Regions from separate parts of the Mus musculus genome. Here region 2 is linked to region 1. A link is a contact called in public Hi-C data. All regions are on one chromosome and are shown on one strand. The core of a region is the stretch at or near the end of the contact, and the rest is flanking DNA. Distances in the headings are between cores, read along the strand shown. Region 1 overlaps Gm46836 (a long non-coding RNA gene). Region 2 overlaps Fbxw7 (F-box and WD-40 domain protein 7).

Region 1 (2,749 bases), core at 76-2,575:
CTCACTGTCGCTGGTCACATTCATAGGGCTACGGTCCTAAATGGCTAAAGACATTTGCCTCACTCAGGAAGTTCCTTTAGACTGCCCTAGCTATGACTACAGGAGTAAGAGACTGAGGTCAGGGTGAAGACAGGAACACTGGAGGGGAGGCTGAGGCACTGGGAGGATCGTTGATGCATAACTCAAAACTGATAAAACTCAAGGAAGGGTTAAGGTTAGAGACAGTAGGGGTGAGATGGGCATTAGAACAATCAAAAGGCGATTTTAAAAGAAGGTTGTGAGGCTAAGAGATACAGGTGAGCAGGAGAAGGCAGGGGTCTGTAGTCTGTGGTCTCATCTCCACAGTCCTATGAAGTGAGTACTATCATTCAACTTTCTGGAAGAAGACAGACTCAGAAAATACTAGGGAGTAAAACTAACAGGCCTTGGTGTTTCAGGTCATCTCCAGGAAGAAGGTGAAAAGCAGGGGGTTTGAGGTATGAACGTGGAGGGCAGAGGGTTCTGATTTAACATGTTCAGAATAGCGGGTTCCCTAGGAAAGGATTAACGGGTCAGGAACACAGCAGGGTTTGGTGTTGGGGGTTCACAGTTGGAGAGGTGGGTCTGCAGTCAGCAGCTCAGGCCAGAGCAAGCTTTTGGACTCCGAATCCTCTCAGATAGATGCCTCGCTGCCTCCGGGAAAATGGAATTGTTTTCTAGAGGCGAGAAACAAGAAGAGATTAGAAGTGAATTCCAATTTAGGAGCTCGACAAAAACCTCAGCTGCTGCCCTCAAACTCCACAAAGAATATCTGTGCACTGAAGGACTTTCTTGAAATTTATATTGCTGGGGAAAGCTGCCTGCTTTTGAAATACTGCTTTAACAGTGACCCCTAGTGTTAGGGAGAGGTCTCTAACTGATGCTCAGCCTACAAAGGAAAATTCCCTTCACCGGAGTCACTGCAAAGCTAGAGCCAATATGCATTGCCAGGTGCCTTAATGCATTATTCAGTCACCTTGCCTTTGGGAAGCTCACACTCAAACAATTCCAGGTCGCTTCCCTGCCAGGAAGATGTAATGGAGATGAACTCTGAGAAGGGCAGCCAGCATAAACAAGGAGGGAGGCATACCTTCCCAAGAGAATAGTTTGTAGAGGAGGAGGACAAGAAAAAAACTACAGACTAGAAGGTTGATAAAATACTAAAATAACAAGTTTCTCTGAGTGATAAATCTAAGAGGCGCCATGTTCTGCTTCCTTTCTGTGGCTGTGATAAAACTCTCTGCCCAAAAGCAACTTAGGGGAAGAAACTACTTATTTCAACACACAGGTTCATCATTTAGGGAAGTCAGGGCAAAAACTCTTACAGGAACCTGATGCAGAAACCACAGGAATGCTCAGCTCACTAACAGGCTCATGCATAATTAACTTTCTTATTCAGCCTGGCAGCACTGGCCTAGGGAATGGTGCTGCCCATAGTGGGTTTGGCCCTTCTACATCAATTAACAACCAAGACAACCCCCTACTCCCAGACATGACCACCGGCCTATCTAATCTAGGTAATTGCTCCCTTGAGAGTCCTTTCTCAGATGACTCCAGCCTGTGTTAAGTTGTCAATTATAGCTAACTAGAATGGACCCATTTGAAAGTCTGAGAGGTTCCCTCAGCCTGACAAACTAATTCTGAGCACTTGTTCCATACCAAGCCAGCTTACTACTGGCCTATTTATCCCAAAGGTAACAACAGTTATTATCTCAATTGTATAAAGAGGCCAAAAGTAGCAATCAGTTAATTATCCAGGTTGACTGCAGCTGAGGAGGAAGGAAAATACAACTGGAACCCAAGCTTCTTGAATGCCAAGTTTGCATTTCTAATCTTAGTGCTACAGCCAAAAACAAACAAACAAACAAACAAACAAAAACAACAACAACAACAAAAAGCAAGTATGCTGGCTGGGTGGTGATGCCACAAGTCATTAATCCCAGCCCTCTGGAGGCAGGGGCAGGTGGATCTCTGTGAGTTCAAGGTCAGCCTGGTATATAGAGTAAATTCCAGGACATCCAGCTCTACACAGAGAAACCCTGTCTTGAAAACAAACAAACAAACAAACAAACAAACAAAAAAGTATGATAAGTATGCTGGTGCTAGAGAGATGGTTTAGCAGTTAGGTGCACTTGGTCATCTTGCAGGGGGCTAGGATTCAGTTCCCAGCACCACATCCACAGCTATGTATGTAGCTCCAGGACCACTGGATCTAGCTCCCTTTTCTGCTCTTGGGCATTGCATACACAAAGTGCATATACATTCAGGCAAACACACAAACACCCAGCTCTAGAATATGCATAGCTCATTAAATTAGCAAAGGCTAAAAATGTAACTTGGTTCCAGAAAAGTGGCAGTCTGAGTGTCTGGATCACAGCCTCTATGTGCTCATTCAGATGTGGTCATTATTTATCAAATCAATGGACCATTCAGAGAAGGAGCCCCTGGGCATGCACTGCAATTTTTAGAAATCCTTACTAGAGACGGGGGATGTGGCACAGTGGTGGATACCAGAGCCTGCTCAGCATGGGTTCTTAATGCCAAGAGTGAAAAACAAACAGCTTCTCCAGCTGACAGCATCTTCACATCTGGAAAAAAAAAAAAAAAGCCAAGACAAGACAAGAATTAAAGGCACAAGGTGTTTGATGATTCCAAAAATCAGAAGTTTTTGTTTTTGTTTTGTTTTCTCAATACAGAATTTCTCTGTGTAGCCCTGGATGTCCTGGAACTC
Region 2 (2,749 bases), core at 165-2,664, 330 kb before region 1:
CTGATACATACAAGCAAGTTGTGCTCTTGAACACAGTAGTGGGGGAACAGTCCAGAGAAATTTCCCAACCATTATTAAAATGTTATACTCCTCAATGTATCTCAGGGAAGCAGAGGGGGAACATGACTAATTGATTTCCACTAACAGGACCCTTACTATTCATAAACTCAGTTTGTTTTGAATTTTTTCATCCTGTTCTACCATCAGCCCTTAACCCCATGCCTCTCTCCCGTTTACACCTCCAAACCTTTCTTTCTAAAACACGTACCACACTACTGTTCATTACATATCAAACTGGAGGAGGACTACTTTGAAGTTCAATAATGGCCCCTTTAGGAAGAGAGAAGAAAAACCTAAATATAAAAATGTTAATGGTGGCAGTCTAAATTGCTCTGTAAGCTTTCCCCTTCTTTCCTCACCTGTCAATAAATAAACAAGCTTGATGCATTTTGAGCACTCATTTGTGTATGCCTGAGCAGTGTACTAGGAAACAAACACAGGAAGCTCCTATCAGCGCTAAGACACAGAGCGGGGTGCTATGAAACAAGTGAGCAGTTACAAGGATAGAGGAATCTGGAATGGTAGCACCTAGGAGACAACTTTTCAGCCCAGGTTCAGGTTCAGCAAGGATAGGACAAGTTTGTCTAGGCTGAAGCAATGGTAAAAGGTCAAGATCAGAACACTAAGGATCTTGCAGACCACTATCAAGAGTTTGAAAGTTGTGAATCATTAAAAGGCTTCTAAAATGGAATGATTAACACAATTTCCCTGTATACTGTCTGCCCATATTCTTCCGTGTATTCTCAGCATTGTAAAGTTGAAGATCATTCACAAAGCAATCATTACTTTTTGAAATAAGAGATACAATTAGGTCTCTGCTATGCAAGCATTGGCCTGAGATTGGATCACCAACACCTACATAGGAGTCAGGCAAAGTAGACTGTGCCTATCTGTAACTCTAGTGTTGGGGGAAGAGGGTGAAGAGAGGAAGACCCCAGGGCTTGCTGCCCAGAGTGCCTAGCCAAATCAGCATCAGACTAAGTGAGAGACTGAGTCTCAAAATTTAAGATGGAAAGCTATAAGGCACTATGCCCAATGTTGACTTCTGGCCTCTATTCATCTGCAGGCACATGTGCACATACCCACATGAAGAGACATGGTAAAAAGTATAAACAGTATTTGCCTTGTTTTCAACATATATATTATTTACCCCTTCATCCTGTCATGATTTACCACACCCTGAAACCAGCTCTCAATCAACCCCCTATTTCAAAGACCACTAAACTTGGACCAAGAAGAGAACTGAAGAGCAGGTAACCCCCAATCCCTAAATGCTGTGCACCACTTGTAAAGCACCATTTGAGGTTCTGCTAACTCACTTCCGGTCCACCATTACAGCCCTTATCTCACTGCTCTTCTGTTTTCTACATTCTCATCTGACTTCTGCATTTGATAATTTACTTTTTAAAAGAGCGACTGGGCTCAGATGACCAATGACTATTATGGTATTGCCAGTATTTGTTTTAGCAAATGTCTACTACAATAAAAGATGCACTTAGTTTCAGTTATTGGAGCTGAAAGGACATTTCATCGTGAACTATTCTCTGTGACCATAAAAGAACACAGAGCATAACTGCAGAGCCTCCAAGTTAAAGGAGACCTTCAACAAAAGTGCACTTGCTCTGGCCTGGTTGACATGGAGTCATCAGATCAGCCCTAGAACTCTCTGACTTGCTATGTGTTGCTCAACTGACTTTGACAACTGTATTCAGGTGACAATATTTGGATGGTAGATACATAAAGTCAGATTCAAACACTAAACTTTTAGAAACTGGCATTTCTTTTTCACCAATTCAGTAATTATATAAAATTTAAAATAACAAATAATTTTATTCAATTTCCTTTTTTTTTTTTTGAGACAGAGTCACACTACACAGCCCTAACTGACCTGTTAAAAATATTTTTGAAACTCTAATCATTATAATGACTGGGAATATAAACTTACTTCGCTTGAATACCTACTCTGCATTGGTTGTACGCTAATAAACAAAACACCACACTCTTTATGAATGTACATCAGAGTTCTTACTTGCTCTTTTAAGTATTCAAGCATCTAATGTAATGTCCAAGTGAGCACGGAAGAACCCAGTGATCACCCCATTATGTTTAAAAAGAAAGGTGCTAAATAGTCATATCAAAAGCACCACTTTACATTTAAAGCAGTTACTGAGTGTGTATAATTTAACAAATTGCAAGAATTATGAGCAGCATAATGTTTACAAGATCCCCTGCTTATTCAGGAGATTTTAGAATCTCCTCAATTTGAATACAAAAGCATATTGCTGGAAACAGACATGCCATTAGTAGAGTTACACATAATCTTTTGTTATAGTCCTTTTGTTTATTCACTTTAAAACAAATAAGACATGCTCTAAAGATATCTAACAGTAAGACCTTGGGGACCCCAAATGTCTAAAAATTAACTTTAAATGTTGTTTAGATACCTAACTTCAAAGGATTATTTTTCTGCACTGGTATTGACTTTTCCACACGAAGGCGTAGAACGGAAGGGCAGACTAGGGGCAGATGCTGTGGAGGAGCTGAGACCTGCTCTGGATCTGGACAAGAAGGACGCTAGAACATTTTAAAACTAAATTCTAAATTTTCACAAATTTAAGTTTGCAAGTCACTACGTGTGAATTTTACAAGAAGAATAATCACATATTAGATGTAGCTAAAATTCAAACTT

Evidence for each region. Hi-C and Micro-C count contacts between places; a contact is called where the count stands out from the background.
Region 2: a Hi-C map of bone marrow-derived macrophages shows a contact between it and region 1, with 17 read pairs. The contact joins two enhancer-like sites. A contact is called at or near these places in 1 of 484 Hi-C or Micro-C datasets (bone marrow-derived macrophages) and 1 of 9 other capture datasets (embryonic tail).

Annotation. Positions count from the first base shown.
Region 1 is chr3:84,613,832-84,616,580 of GRCm38.p6, reverse strand. It overlaps Gm46836 (a long non-coding RNA gene), which reads right to left. Exons shown (of 3, transcript XR_001784062.1): 2 at 2,497-2,606; 3 at 411-695. Among named protein-coding and RNA genes, the nearest start is that of Gm46836, 11 kb to the right of the region's middle. Within about 2 kb of position 1,325, at least 34 of the 459 cell types and tissues checked have an H3K27ac peak or open chromatin away from gene starts, as enhancers often do. A contact at or near this core is called in bone marrow-derived macrophages, where this site is marked.
Region 2 is chr3:84,943,811-84,946,559 of GRCm38.p6, reverse strand. The region is part of intron 4 of Fbxw7 (F-box and WD-40 domain protein 7); the gene reads right to left. Among named protein-coding and RNA genes, the nearest start is that of Gm40080, 67 kb to the right of the region's middle. Within about 2 kb of position 1,414, at least 23 of the 459 cell types and tissues checked have an H3K27ac peak or open chromatin away from gene starts, as enhancers often do. A contact at or near this core is called in bone marrow-derived macrophages, where this site is marked.